Linked DNA regions of Mus musculus: region 1 is linked to region 2. Evidence: chromatin contacts called from public Hi-C data. All regions are on one chromosome and are shown on one strand. The core of a region is the stretch at or near the end of the contact, and the rest is flanking DNA. Distances in the headings are between cores, read along the strand shown.

Evidence for each region. Hi-C and Micro-C count contacts between places; a contact is called where the count stands out from the background.
Region 1: a contact with region 2 is called in a Hi-C map of cerebral cortex, with 2.1 times the contacts expected there. The contact joins two enhancer-like sites. A contact is called at or near these places in 3 of 484 Hi-C or Micro-C datasets (the N1E-115 cell line, cerebral cortex and nephron progenitors) and 4 of 115 datasets of contacts at active chromatin or transcription factors (all in embryonic stem cells).

What each region holds. Positions count from the first base shown.
Region 1 is chrX:12,001,415-12,008,091 of GRCm38.p6, forward strand. Gm34301 (a long non-coding RNA gene) reads left to right here and starts at 733. Exons shown (of 4, transcript XR_003953093.1): 1 at 733-1,132; 2 at 1,311-1,438; 3 at 1,670-1,997; 4 at 2,770-3,322. Within about 2 kb of position 5,372, at least 320 of the 459 cell types and tissues checked have an H3K27ac peak or open chromatin away from gene starts, as enhancers often do. A contact at or near this core is called in cerebral cortex, where this site is marked.
Region 2 is chrX:11,911,712-11,918,001 of GRCm38.p6, forward strand. It overlaps the pseudogene Gm14491. Among named protein-coding and RNA genes, the nearest start is that of Gm52427, 20 kb to the left of the region's middle. Within about 2 kb of position 4,485, at least 2 of the 459 cell types and tissues checked have an H3K27ac peak or open chromatin away from gene starts, as enhancers often do. A contact at or near this core is called in cerebral cortex, where this site is marked.

The sequences.
Region 1 (6,677 bases), core at 4,122-6,621, 91 kb after region 2:
CAGGAATGGGCAGTGGGGCTGCTTAATAATAGAGGGGCTGCCCTGGGGAGCCTCAGATATCGGTAACCCCCATGATTAATTCATAACCCTCCATTGCGCCTGGCACCGGCTCGGGTCTTTAATCGGTTGTGAATGTCAGTGAGGCTTCGCCTGAGCGCCGTCTTTTGAATGTGTTGAAGCACACACCAGGAGACAAAGTTGCCATCTGCTCCGGGGACCAAAGCAACTGGGCACTGGAAGGGCTCGTCCTCCCGCTGCTCAGGCTGCCCCTGGGGGCCTTCTCGTAGCCTGACCTAAAGCCAACACAGTCTAAAATATCCCTTATAGCCACCACTACTGGGATTTCAGAGCCTGGGGGAGAGAGAGAGAGAGAGAGAGAGAGAGAGAGAGAGAGAGAGAGAATGGTGGAAACTCCAGCTTGCTACGTAATAGACTGTACCCCATGGGAAGGCAGCTCCGAGGTCACCCAGACCTAGGCCTATGATAATGAGATTATAAAACCCTGCTGTTTGTATTCGGGTAAGTGTAGGGGATAAATAATATACAGAAATGGGGATAATTTAGGAGGGGAAGCCCCTGAAGAACAAAGCTCCTGGCCCTTGGACTCCAAAGAGTCACACAAGTGACAAGTGACCCCTTCTTGCACAGGAGGAAGCAGGGTTGGGGACTTGGAGGGGGAGGGGAAACAGACCTTTTAAAGGGGGGAGGGGAGCAATGGATATGGAAAGGCTCAATGAAAGTCTAACTGTCCTTAGAGGTCTCTGGCTGGCCTCTAAAGAGATGAATCTCAGGACTTTGGGTCAGGGTGGGGAAATAGGCAGCCTCCACTTAGCTTGCTGGGAGAAGCCCTGTGGCCACGCTTCCCCTTATTGCCACCCCCACCCCAGACTGCAGTGTGTGCAGTGTGTTAATCGACCTCTTGGCTATGGACCTTAAGGAGGACCGAATGGCAGAGGCAGGGGGTGGGGTGCCTTCCTGCCACTGGTCTGAGCTTCGGCACTCCCCGGCTACACTTTGAGTTGCCTCTTGTGGCAGAGTCTCCTCTGCAGATTGTTATTCCACACTCCCTCAAGCACCGAGCACCGGGGCTGAGGCATCTACTGAAGGAATTGGAACTGCATCAGCAGCATGGGTGGGTGGGTGGGTGGGATTTAGAAAATAGTCAAAACTGCTTCCCTCTACCCCCCAGTCTCGAATAATTTCCCCTCCCCCTTCCAGGCCACCCCTCCCCTCCCCCCTCAATTCTTTAAGGTTTGCAGCCAGTCTTGTCATATGGTTTTGTTTCTGTGCTACTTTTTTTTTTTATTCAGACACCAAAATTGGACATGTGTAGAAGTAACCGGGCTGGAGAAGCGAGGGGTTCCGACTCAGCACAACGGCTCACTGTACCTTCGCCACTCCAGCCCCAAAGGGACACCATCTTGTCTCCTGTGAATGGGTAGGCCCTTGGAGTCTTTCTCCTCTAAACCTGACCAGCCTGTGTAGCAATTTTCAGAAGCCCCTAGCCCCAACTAAATCTATGTGTATATGGGAGTATGGGGGTATGTGGGGGTTCCCTTTGGATTCAGCAGCAAAGAGCTTGCTATTTTCTATGGAAAGAACCCCACCTTCGGTAGACAATGTTACCTCAAATATGAATGTTTAAAACCCAACTGGTCTTCATACACAGGACTTCTGACAGTTAGAGGTCTCCTCCCGATCTGATGACCCATCTCCAGGTACTCATCTTCACTGGACCTTCCTCCAGCAATTGTCTGCCACTGCAACTCTGACTTTGCCTCCCAGCCAAGCAGTTTCTCTTCCTCCCAGTGGCCTGTGCAGTCTCAAAGGGGCACACTCACAGCACGGAAGCTTCCTGGCCTCCTGCCTCCCTGAGCTGGTTTCCTTTCACAAGCTTTCTTCGAGCTGCTGGGGCCACGGCAATGCCTGCGGCTCCTTTGCAGCTCTCGGTCTCCCTGCAGAGTGTCAGGCTGTGAATCCGCCTTCTCCCTGCAAAGGTCAGGCCTCCTCCTTTCGAGTGGCCACAGTTGGGCTTTGCCCTGCAGAGCTCCCACACTACGGCAGCCTAAATATGGGTTTGGGGGGGGCCATACCCAAGCCCAAGGGGTGCAGGCTTGATGGAGGGAAACACTGCAAACCTCAAAAGCAGTTCAGACTTTCCAGCCAGAGACTCAAGGAGGGAGGGGGGAGGGAGGCTAGAAATGCAACAAGAATTTAGGCCCTTCATTTCCTAGGGAAAGATCTGGAAAGAGGCCTCTGGCATCTGCAATGACAAGCTTTAAAGTGTCCCTGCAGTTTCTAGGGCCAACTCACCCCTGATAGGCTGCAGTTAACTTTAAGCAGTAATCAGAAGCTAACAGCTTTAGGCTTAGGACTCAGTAACCACCTGATACCAAATCAGCTGCAGCTCCCCTCAAAAAGGGACGGGGGGGGGGCAGTCTTTCTACCACCCAATGCCTGAGAGTAGTAAACTCTGTTAACAGCAGGGAGAAGGATGTAGAGAAAAATAAGAGGAAAAGCCATTAAATTTGTTTCCTCTAAAGAGCACTACTCCCTCCGTTTCTCTGAACCGTACCTTAAAAGTCAGAAGAGAGACCGCTTTAACTTTTGTTTGGTTTAACATTGCCAACTTGAAGTCAACCATAGCCCCCACCCCCCAAAAAAAAAAGGTTTTGTAAAATATTTAATCTAGCTCAAACAATTTCCTGCAGTCCCTAACTGGACCACCCTACTTACTGAGAGGCTGCCAAAAATCTGTCTTGACTGCAGGCTGGCAACCAGAGGCCCTCCAGCTGGAGCAGCCACAAGACTACTAACAGAACCAAAGGGGATGAAGGCCAGGGAACTCCGGAGGTCCAAAGCAAACGAAGAAGCTCCAGGAACAGACTGGCTTCAGATTTTTCACACTAAACGGATTGTTGGTCCTGTGACCTTCTATGGCCCACTCTGAACTCTTGTCACCAAGATATCTCACTGCCCTCCCCTCCTGCTGTCATGCAGGTGTAAGAGAGTACTGTGGGAGGGTTGGCCCGCTGTGGGTCTCCCAGCACCCTTTTCTGCTCCATTCAGTTTTCTTAAATAGGATCTCACTGAGGACTACGAGAGCCCAACGAGAGCGGGATCCTTCAAGGCTCCGGATCCTCAACCCCTTCTAAAGGCGCCGCTCACGGGGGAAAACAGCTCTGCCCAGTTTCCATTCCCGCCTCCAGAATAACGAGCCGAAAACATGTGTACTGTAAATAAAGCCTGTCTAAATAAAGCACTCGGGGAAAGGCTGCCGAGAAAACACTCTGCATCGCTCTGTGCTCAGAGTGAGTCAGCTTCCCAGCCCCCGAGGAACAATGGAGACCTTGCCAAAGGTCCCCTTTTATAGACCCCCCCAACTTCCCCCTGGTCCGGTTAGGTGATGGTGGTAGGGCACTAGTACGCTGTGACTTTTGGCTCAGAGAATGGAGAGGGAGAGGGTGTCCCCAGGGATCAAGGTTAGGATCCTGTCCTGAGATTAATGCTGCCAGGAATCCCTCTGCCACCAGCTGCGGAGGCTAAGTGGAAGCGCTAAACAAACAGAGGGCAAAGGGACGATGTTGTTCCAGGCTAAGGAGGGCCTTCTCTTGAGCTTTCCCAACTCACCTCTCCTAAATCTCAGATGGAAAGAAGGTAGCCAACTACCTGAGTCACCTCCAACTCTTCACTTCCTATCTAGGCCCACATACAGACATCGTCCTCACGTGTGTGTTGGAGGCCAGGCCTCCCACCTAGACAGTGTGAGTGTGAGCATCAAAGCAGAGCAAACCCTCGATGACGAAAAGCAGTCTTGGGACCCACGGTGCCTTCCTTGCCCTGTCTTTTATGTACTTCCTTGGGAAACTGAACACCCTTAAAGAGGCGGCGAGATGGAGACCTTTGCAAGGTGTTAACTGATTGATGCAATGGCTTCTGCTCTGGTATGAGCCAATGGTTCCAGTCCCCCGCCCGGTGACCTTGAGAAAGTCAGGGATCTACCCCAAACGCTTGGGATTTTCCCACCCCTAGAGGCCAGCCCTTTATCTCAGCCTCTCAGGCTTTTTGGCCACCCAGCTTTGTCCGGCTAGGCTGGCTAGCCTGCTCTGGGAGGAGGTACGGGAGTGGGGTGGGAGGGATGAAAAAACACCAAAGGCTTCACCCACACCCTTGCACCCCCTTCCTCGCCCGGGGCCCCTCGGCCAGTGCTCTAGCCGCCCGGTGTTGCCAAACCCTCACTGGGCAGGGTTGCGGGGTGAGGCTTTGGGAACAGGGCTTGAGCTAGAGAAGATGAGGAAAACAAGTGAAACGGGAGGGGCGGGGTGGGGTGACGGCTCATAAATCAACTGGCTCCACCCCCAGCCCTCAGAGCTGAGGCGCCTCAGCCCCGCAGGGAAGAGGAGGGTCACTCGACCACTCCTGGACGACCTCTGAGCTTTCCCTGAGCCATCGCCCCACCCTAGGCTCAGGCCGCCGTAAGACCAGCTCCTGGCCCAGATCGTAAACCGCCCGCCGGATTCGGCGGGAAGCCGCCCTTGGACGCAGCGCTCATCCGCCCAAGGGGAAGTTTATTTATAGCTTGTAAAACGTAAAGGAAACCAGACTTCGCTAGCTTGCGGAGCCTGGGCGCCTTCGATCCCCACCTGCCCACCAAGAGGGCTCAGCAGGGGGTCTGGAAAGTGGGGTGGCTTCTAGTCCTCCCCCTACTCTGCACCCAAAGGAGAAGGGAACCTTCTTCTGTTGCTGCCCAGGCTTAAATTCCCTCTCAGCGTGCTTAAGCAGGGCGCTTGATGCCACAGAGAGAGGAGGCCAGGGCCTGGGCCCTGTGTGGTTAGTGTAAAGGAGACTGAGCTGGCCCACTTGGCACGCACGCCCGGGCAGGCCAGGCAGCGCTGTGCGGGATTCCACAGCTTCCGCTCCCGACAGGGGGAAGTCCCAGAGTGCCAGGAAGCCTTGGAGTGGGTGCTCCCGGAGCCTCTCCTTGGAAAGCAAGGATGCTGTCCCCGTTCCTGCTGCGCACGTGTCTTCAGCAGAGCAGGCGAGCGCTGTGCGCCTGGGGCTGCGATCCGCGGGTGACAGCGGTTGAGAGCGCGCCCTCTCCACTTCACACCCCCGCCGTCGCCTCCTCCCCAGGGGAAGCTCCTCGCTCCGGGGTGCGCTCGGGGCAGGAGCCAGAAAAAAACGAAAAGTGCCGAGAAGACGAGGACGAAAACCGATAAAGAGCTCAGCCGAGCTCTTCAAGATACCCGCGAGTCCCCATTACTCACAACCCACCCGGGCAGCCCTTCCCAGTCCCGATGGAGTGCACCCTGCCTTGGTCAGGGAGGTGTGTGTGTGTGTGTGTGTGTGTGTGTGTGTGTACGCGCGCGCGCCCAATCGCCGGGACGGCAGTTGCGAAACAGGCTCTTGGCTGCAGCGCGGCATAATGGAGGTGGCTGGAACAATGCGCGCTTTGTGCGCGCTGGTTGTTTTCTACCCGCCTCGCCCCCCTCGCTCGGGCCGTATGGCACTTTAATCCCTACCACGGCTAGGCACAAATGCACTTGTGTCCTGTGGGTCACCGGGGGCCGTGCGGCTGGAGCTGTCCCCACCCCTCCCCCGCCGAGCCCACGGCCCGCTTGCCCAGTCTTCCTTCCTGCACCCACCTCCCCCCACCCCACCCCCGCGCGCCACCACTTCAATTCCCGGCGTGGGCCGCTCAGCCGGCTTTGGAAGCTTCCGGGCCCGCCGGCCACTTTTATTTTCCAGGCAGACGGCCCTCCCCACCCCCCCGGCGAGCACGCGCGCGCGCGCACACACGTGGAGCGCAGGCCTCCCACTTGCGGCCCTCCCTCGGCTCGCCCCGCCCGCCCGCCCGCTCGCTCCCGCCCGGCGCTCCGGACTCCTGCGAACAATAGTAAATGTCAACAGATTCCGCGCGGCGAGTGTCTGACTCGGCCGAGATAAGGGTGCGCGGTTGGCCCTGAGCTCCGCGACACCGCGGGGGGAGGCCACCCTGACCCTAGCTGGAAAGAACCGGCTGTGATGAAGCCGGTGTCGAGGGATGGAGGGCAGGAGGGGAGAGCCCCAGCCTCAGCCCCGGGAGGAGAGGCGCTTAGACGCCAGGCCTTGCCCCACCCCCACCCCGCCTAACTCTGTGCTGCTGGGCAGCCTAGGGGCCCGGTGGAAAGCCACGTGCTAGATGTCAGCCCACGGCTCGGATCTCCAGAGGACGCAGGGAAAAGGCAGGTGTGGAGGTGAAGACTCGGACAGTTTTCCACCTCCGGGGAGCCGGCACCCGAAACATGGAAAGGATCTCAGTCCTTGTCTCCTGAAACTCACTAAAATGTTTTTTTTTTTTTAAGCTCACACAACACTTGCAGTCCTCCCCCTCAATCGTCCGCAACCCACCACCCGAGTTAAAAATTCGCAAATTGATTCCCACGCGTTAGTATTAATGGGTTGTTCCTCTTAAATTGTTGCCAACTTTGCTAATGGATTATTATTTAAATTTCTTTTTTATAAAGTACGTGTTGTTTTATAGATGCGTATTTACTTAAAGAAATCAACTGCATCTATTAACATATTAAAGAGAGAATAAAGCACGGGGCCGGTGTAATGTGCTGTTCAGCCTTACTTTGGGTGCTGCGAAGATAGGAAAATCTTATTTGTTTAATAATAAGTCACTCATGAATATG
Region 2 (6,290 bases), core at 3,235-5,734:
TATTTAAGCATTTGCTGCTCTGGTCCTTAAGACATTAGAAGCTAAAAAGCCAGGAAAGCCCATCTTACTAAAAACATCATCATCTATATAGCAGAAAGATCCCCGCCTTTAGACCCTAGGTCTCCTGATACATATCGAGGATCCAGGAAAAAAATGTTCTAGTAACCCACCAATTACAATTCCTTCCAACTTGTAGCATTTAGCAACTGAAGTCACTCAGCTAACTGTACCTATGGTCAACACTACTGGCCCTCTGTCCCAGATGGGGAAACTGAGTCTGTGAGACAGAGACAGACAATGGAAAGATCAAGACAAGAGACAAGATCTTCTAAGTTCCACTCTCGAAGTCGTTTTTCGTTTATGATCTTCCTGGATGGTGAAACTGTCCAAGAACGATGACAGGCAGCTTCTGAGAGGGTCCAAGGACCCCTACCTCTGGTACTCAACCTTTATAGTCCCACTCCCTTCCCCCACCTCCTCCTCTAAGGCTAGACTGGCTAAAGAACTCTTTTAACCAACAGAACAGAGGAGAAATGGCTGCAGAGTACTTCTGAGATTAGTTTGCAAAAACAGTGACTGAGTGTCCTGGGCTCTGTAATGGCCGGCATTCATTGTCAACTTCAAAGGATCTAGAATCAGCCAGGAGGTGAGCCTTCAGGCACACCTGTGGAGCTCATGAGGGATTATCTAACTTATGTTAATTGAGGCACAAGGAAGACCCACACCAAAAGTGGTCAGCACCATAGCTTGGGTGTGGGTCCTGGCCTGTACAAAAGGACAAAACTAGCTAAACACAAGCAATTATCACTTTCTTGAGCATAAATGTGGTCACCAGCTGGCACTGGCAACCTATGGAGAGGCCTGCCGGGCAAGGATCAAGACACACCAGTAGTGGTGTGAATGAGTTTGGAAGCAAACTTTTCTGAGACCTCTCGCCAACAGTCCCATGAGGTGCCAGGGGGCCACCCTAGAAGGACACATGTTGAAGACTCCTACCAGCAGCCTCGGAGGCAGCTCCTCCAGATACTGAAGGGACTTCAGCTCTCTGTGGCCTTGGGCAGTGTCTCACCTGTAATCTCTTGAGAGACCCTGAATCCGAACTTCCCGGTGTTTCCAGTCTTCATTCACACTCTTCCAACTAGAAGATCATCAACGTTTGTTAGTTTTCTCTTTTGATGGGTGCAGCGAACTTTTATTGATGGTATTCAAGAGAGTAGGGAGGGCTCCTTAGGCCCCTCCTGTTATTATGGGGGTCTGGGATGGAAATTGTAAGGAAGATGCTCAGTGTTGGGGGCCGAGTTGGGACAGGGACTCCTCAGCAACCGAGGGCCTCCCTCTTGCTCTCAGAGTCTTTGCTGGGGTGGGTGGTCCAGGGTTTCTTACTCCTTGGAGGCCATGTAGGCCATGAGGTCCACCACCCTGTTGCTGTAGCCGTATTCATTGTCATACCAGGAAATGAGCTTGACAAAGTTGTCATTGAGAGTAGGTGGAAGAGAGGAAGTTGCTATTGAAGTTGCACGAGACAGTCTGGTCCTCAGCGTAGCCCAGGATGCCCCTCTGTGGGCCCCCAGATGTTTGCTATTTTAAGTTGCTAAGTTTGGTAGTTTGGGTACTAGTTTATCGCCAAACACACAACAAGCCCAGCCTGTGGCTTCCATCCTCACACCATTGCAATAAGTCCCTCAGCTGACCCTCATTCCTCTGCCCCTCTCCACATACCCAGCTCCCCCTCTGACAGCTTTTCATTCTTTAACCCATTTTTCTTTTCTCATTTTCCTCTCTTCTTCTCTTCTCTTTTCCCTAAAAAGTAAGTCAAAGTTGGTCCTCCTACAAGGAGGAAATCAGTAACTGCCGTTGTGTCATGGGGAGCGCGGGGGGAGGGGGGGTAACACTCCCACATTGTACCAGTCACCTTGGCTGCCTAGAATATATTCCCGGTGCCTTTTGCGTGACTGCCTTTGTTTTCAGCACACCCTAAATTGCCTCTGTGCCAAATGCTGAATGTGACCAGAAATGACACAAGATGAATAACGTGGCATATAATTATCACCACATTTCAGATGAGGGCAATATGCATTTTTTCTCAAAGCCGAAGGGATGCAATTTTATTTTGTAACATAAAATGCTCCATTTGGGGGTCAGTTTTCAAGCAGCCCTTCATTCTGAAGCAATTTCATGCGAATAAAAGCATTTGTATTCGTGCGCTGCGTAAATGCACATTATCCCAGACCCACCTCCTGGTGTATACTTCTTCACGTGATCCCAGTTCCTCTAGGTGAGGCAGCCCCGAGTCAGAATAGGAGAAGGTGAATTCAACATTGGTTTTAAACATGGTCCAGGCCTTAATATCTTTATCTCCTTTACTGCCAAGCCAAGCCAAGCCAAGCGAGCCTTCTCTCAAACTGCTCTTACAGTCAACAACAGGGACTAGGCCCTTAACACCTTAAACACCTGACTGTGACACTGACTTCTCCCTGAGTCTTAAGGCCTTTTTTTTTTTTTTTCCTTTTCAGCCAGGCATGGTGGCTCACATCTGTCATCTCACAGTCTGGGCTATATAATGAGTTGAGGCCAGCCTGGAATACAGAGTTGAGGAGACCCTGTGGGAAGAGAGGCAGGCAGAAAGGGAAGGAGGTCTTGTGTCTTCCAGCTTCATTCTCTCAACCCACAACAAACAAATAAAGAGTATACACTGAGCCAAAGAGTTTTGATTGAGGGGCTTATTTGGGGACACTGTAACAAAATAATGTTGTTGGGGGTAGAAGCAACAGGCAAGTGTCCTCCCATGGTTATGCAAACTAGAACTACATGGTGAAGACCTGGGTGGGCTTGGGTTCTTAAGGTCTCTCTGCTTGCACGGGACCACCTTCTCTGTGTCTTCCTGTCATCATCTCTCTCTGCAAGCAACCTTGCTTCTTCTTTTAGAGTTCTACTCTCCTCTTCTTGCAAGGACTTATCAGGTATTTAATAGCTACTGGGGGCTCTTAGGGCTCTGTTCCTTGTTTTGGGGGGGAGGTGTATTTTGAGATATGGTTTCTCTGTATAATAACCCTGGCTGCCCCTGACTCTCTCTATAGATCAGGCTAGCCTCAAACTTACAGAAATAGGCCTGATTCTGCTTCCCAAGTGCTGGGATTAAAGGCATATGCCACCACAGCCTGGCCTAGTGCTCCTTTAACGTCTAGAGGCTGGAGTAGCCAGGGAAGCCCACCATAAGCAGAGACACCTTGCTATCTCAGCCTCAGGCCTCTCTCAGTCTTGGATACACAGTAAGGACCTACCAGTGTAACCTATCCATGCGATTAGATTAAGTCTATTGTGATGGCCTTGTTTTCAGTGTATTGCCTCTTTAAACATTTACCTTCATTATTTTCAATTACGGATAGGTATTTTTGTTTGCATGTGAGTATGTGCATGTGAGTTGTGTCCACATTAGCCAAATGTGTGATTGCCTGGAGCATGGGTTCCAGGTGTTGTGAGCCTTTAGGCATGGGTGCTGGTAACCCAACCTGGATCCTTTGGAAGAGCAGCAATTTTGTTTCATTACTGAGCCATCTCTCCAGTTCCTTGATGCCTCTTCAGAAGCCTATGTCAAATCACATGTCAGGGCTCTGGGGCTTAGGACTCTAAATGTGAGTTCTAGAAGGGCACAAGATTCAGCCTGCCACCTCATGATGAGGGACTAGGGAAATGGCGTGGGAGGATACTAGAAAAGGATGCTTTACTGAGCAGAGAATTGTGGGTAACTAGGGGTCAAGGCCCCCAGGGACCACAGAGAACATCTTTATGGAAAGTCTACTAGAGTGGTCCCACCAAAAGTGAACAGGCTGTGATCCTGGGTGTGTCTGCACATTACATATTGTCCTATCTGGACATCTTCCTGGGATTTCCCCCAGGCCAGCATACATACTCAGGATCAGAAAACACTCTAGCAGAGACATGGGAGGCCCCTTGGATATACAAATGAATCGTCTCCAAACTTCAAAATGATTGGCACCACTTTGAAAAGAGAGAATAGGGAGGAGGCTTTTATTTCCAGCTCTGAGACAGGACATTTAAAGACCACTTGAGAGCTGGGAAGGAAGCTCAGGGGTTAGACACTTACTTTTCCCCGTACAGTGACAAAATACCCAACAGACACAACCAAAAAGGGATAGGGCCTTGTTTTGGCTCACAGTTTGGGGGGAGACCATCAGTCCATTCATAGTGGCAGGAAAGCAGAACTGTAGGCGTATGAGGCAGTCGGTCCGGTCCAGTTAGCCATCACACCTAGCACATGGACTCCAGCTGTCAGAACTGGATCGTCCACTGAGCTCTTCAATTTACAGGCAAACAGCTGTGGATGAGTGAAGGCGAGCAATCAGGAGCGGTTCCTCGAGGCCAAGGCTGGAGCCTGGCCCTCCAGCTGCTTCTCCGCTCACTGGGCAGGAGAGACCCGGGATTTGCCAGTCTCTTTGCTGGGTAATGAGATCTCAGCTTGCCAGCAAATGCTAATGAACCTCACAGAAAAATCTCAGAATGGCTGCAGGCAGCCAAGGGCTCAGGAGCCCATCAGGAAAACAAAGCTAGCCACAAGACACGTGTAACTGAGCCGAGTTCCAGATGGGAACACGCGGGAACTGTGGGATCTTAGCAGCAAGGCACCAGCTTCTTCCAGATCCCCACAAAGGATCCTGATCCTCCAGGGAAGCAGGACACCACTAAGAGGGATATCTAATCCTCCCAAGGACCTTGCATCACTGGCCTATTTTATGGGTGTGCAAGCTGCACACACATGTCATTTAGGACCTGTATCGCTGGGTACATTAAGCACTTCATCTAGACACTGTCATGCTCACTCAGCTGAGGCCTGTGTTCTTGAAGGCCTGCAAGCCCAGCTCCAGATGTGCTATGTCTCTTTTTTATCTCTATAGGATGCCAAAGGCTCCTGGAACAGGCATGGCACTGCAAGCTCATGAGGTTTCTAGATGTTCCAAGAGTAATAGTCCCAAGAGTGAGTCCTGCATAACTATTGCTGCCTATGAACTGAAACGTAGCCAGGCAAAAGGCGGCAAGCATAGGTCCTGAGGGATAGGAGCAAGGTATATAGTCCCCACACTGTTTACTCTTTGTGTCAGGACCACGCAGAGACTGAGGCCGAAAGAACGGAATTCCAAGGTGGATTCTCAGTGAGCTTTCAGGCTCTGTTTACCCAGTCCTAGGACTGGCAAGGCTCCTGCCACACAGTATTCTGGTTTTTCAGATGCTGCCTGCATGACAGCCAGAAGGCTGCCACTCCATCCATCCATCCATTCACCCATCCATGTATCCATCTTTTATCTTACAAATACTTTAAAGTGCCTACTGTGTGCCAGGTGCTGTTCCAAGCACCAAGGAGTTACCAATGAAAACATGGCAAGCTAAATCATTGCTTCCACCAGAGACATACACTCCAACAGGGATAGCACAGGCGATAAACACAGCCCAGAAGAAGGACATGTGATCCCTCAGCTGACACTAAGGAGGAGCAGGGTAGAGCTATGGGGGTAGGAGAAGGAAAAGAAAAAATGAAGAGGGCAGCCTTGCAAATGACTAGAGAGAGAGAGTCCCAGGTAGACAAAGCACAAAGGACCTTAGTCCAGGAAGATCTGGGAAGCATAACAGACAGGCACCATTTTGCACATGCTTGCAAGACCACAAGGAAGGAGGTCCTGAGGCTACCCAAAGTAAGATCAAAAGCTATCAGAGGGCTTTGAACATGTGACATGATATGGTGTGGATTCTTATAATCAGCCATGGTGCTATGCTAAGCCTGAAATGGGATATAAACAAAAGAGAAGTGGGGAGACAGTGGAGAGAGAGTGGGGGGCTACAGCCATTCACGGTGAGGGAGTGGAGGCTGGGCCAAATGAGTATGTATGAGAAGGGCTGAGATTACCCTAAAGGTGGAATCGCCAATACCAGCTGAACTGAATGTGCGGAACGGAGCGAGATGGCTCAGTGAGCAAAGGCATTTACTGCCAAGCCTCATGACCTGAGTTGAATCCCTGGGATCCATGTGGCAGAAGGGAAAAAAACAACTTCTGCAAGTTGTTCCCAGACCTCCACATACATGCCACGCTCACACATGCATACACACAAGATAAATAACTGTAAAAGAAAAAATTTTTAAATTGAATTTGGGTGAGAGCGAGCTCAAAGACAACCCGAGGTTTGGAGCCAGCACCATGGTGAAGGCAGCACAGGGGTCAACTGTGGGGACACACCAGGTTTCTTATATCTGTTGGACGTGTAGGTGGCAAGGCCAAGGA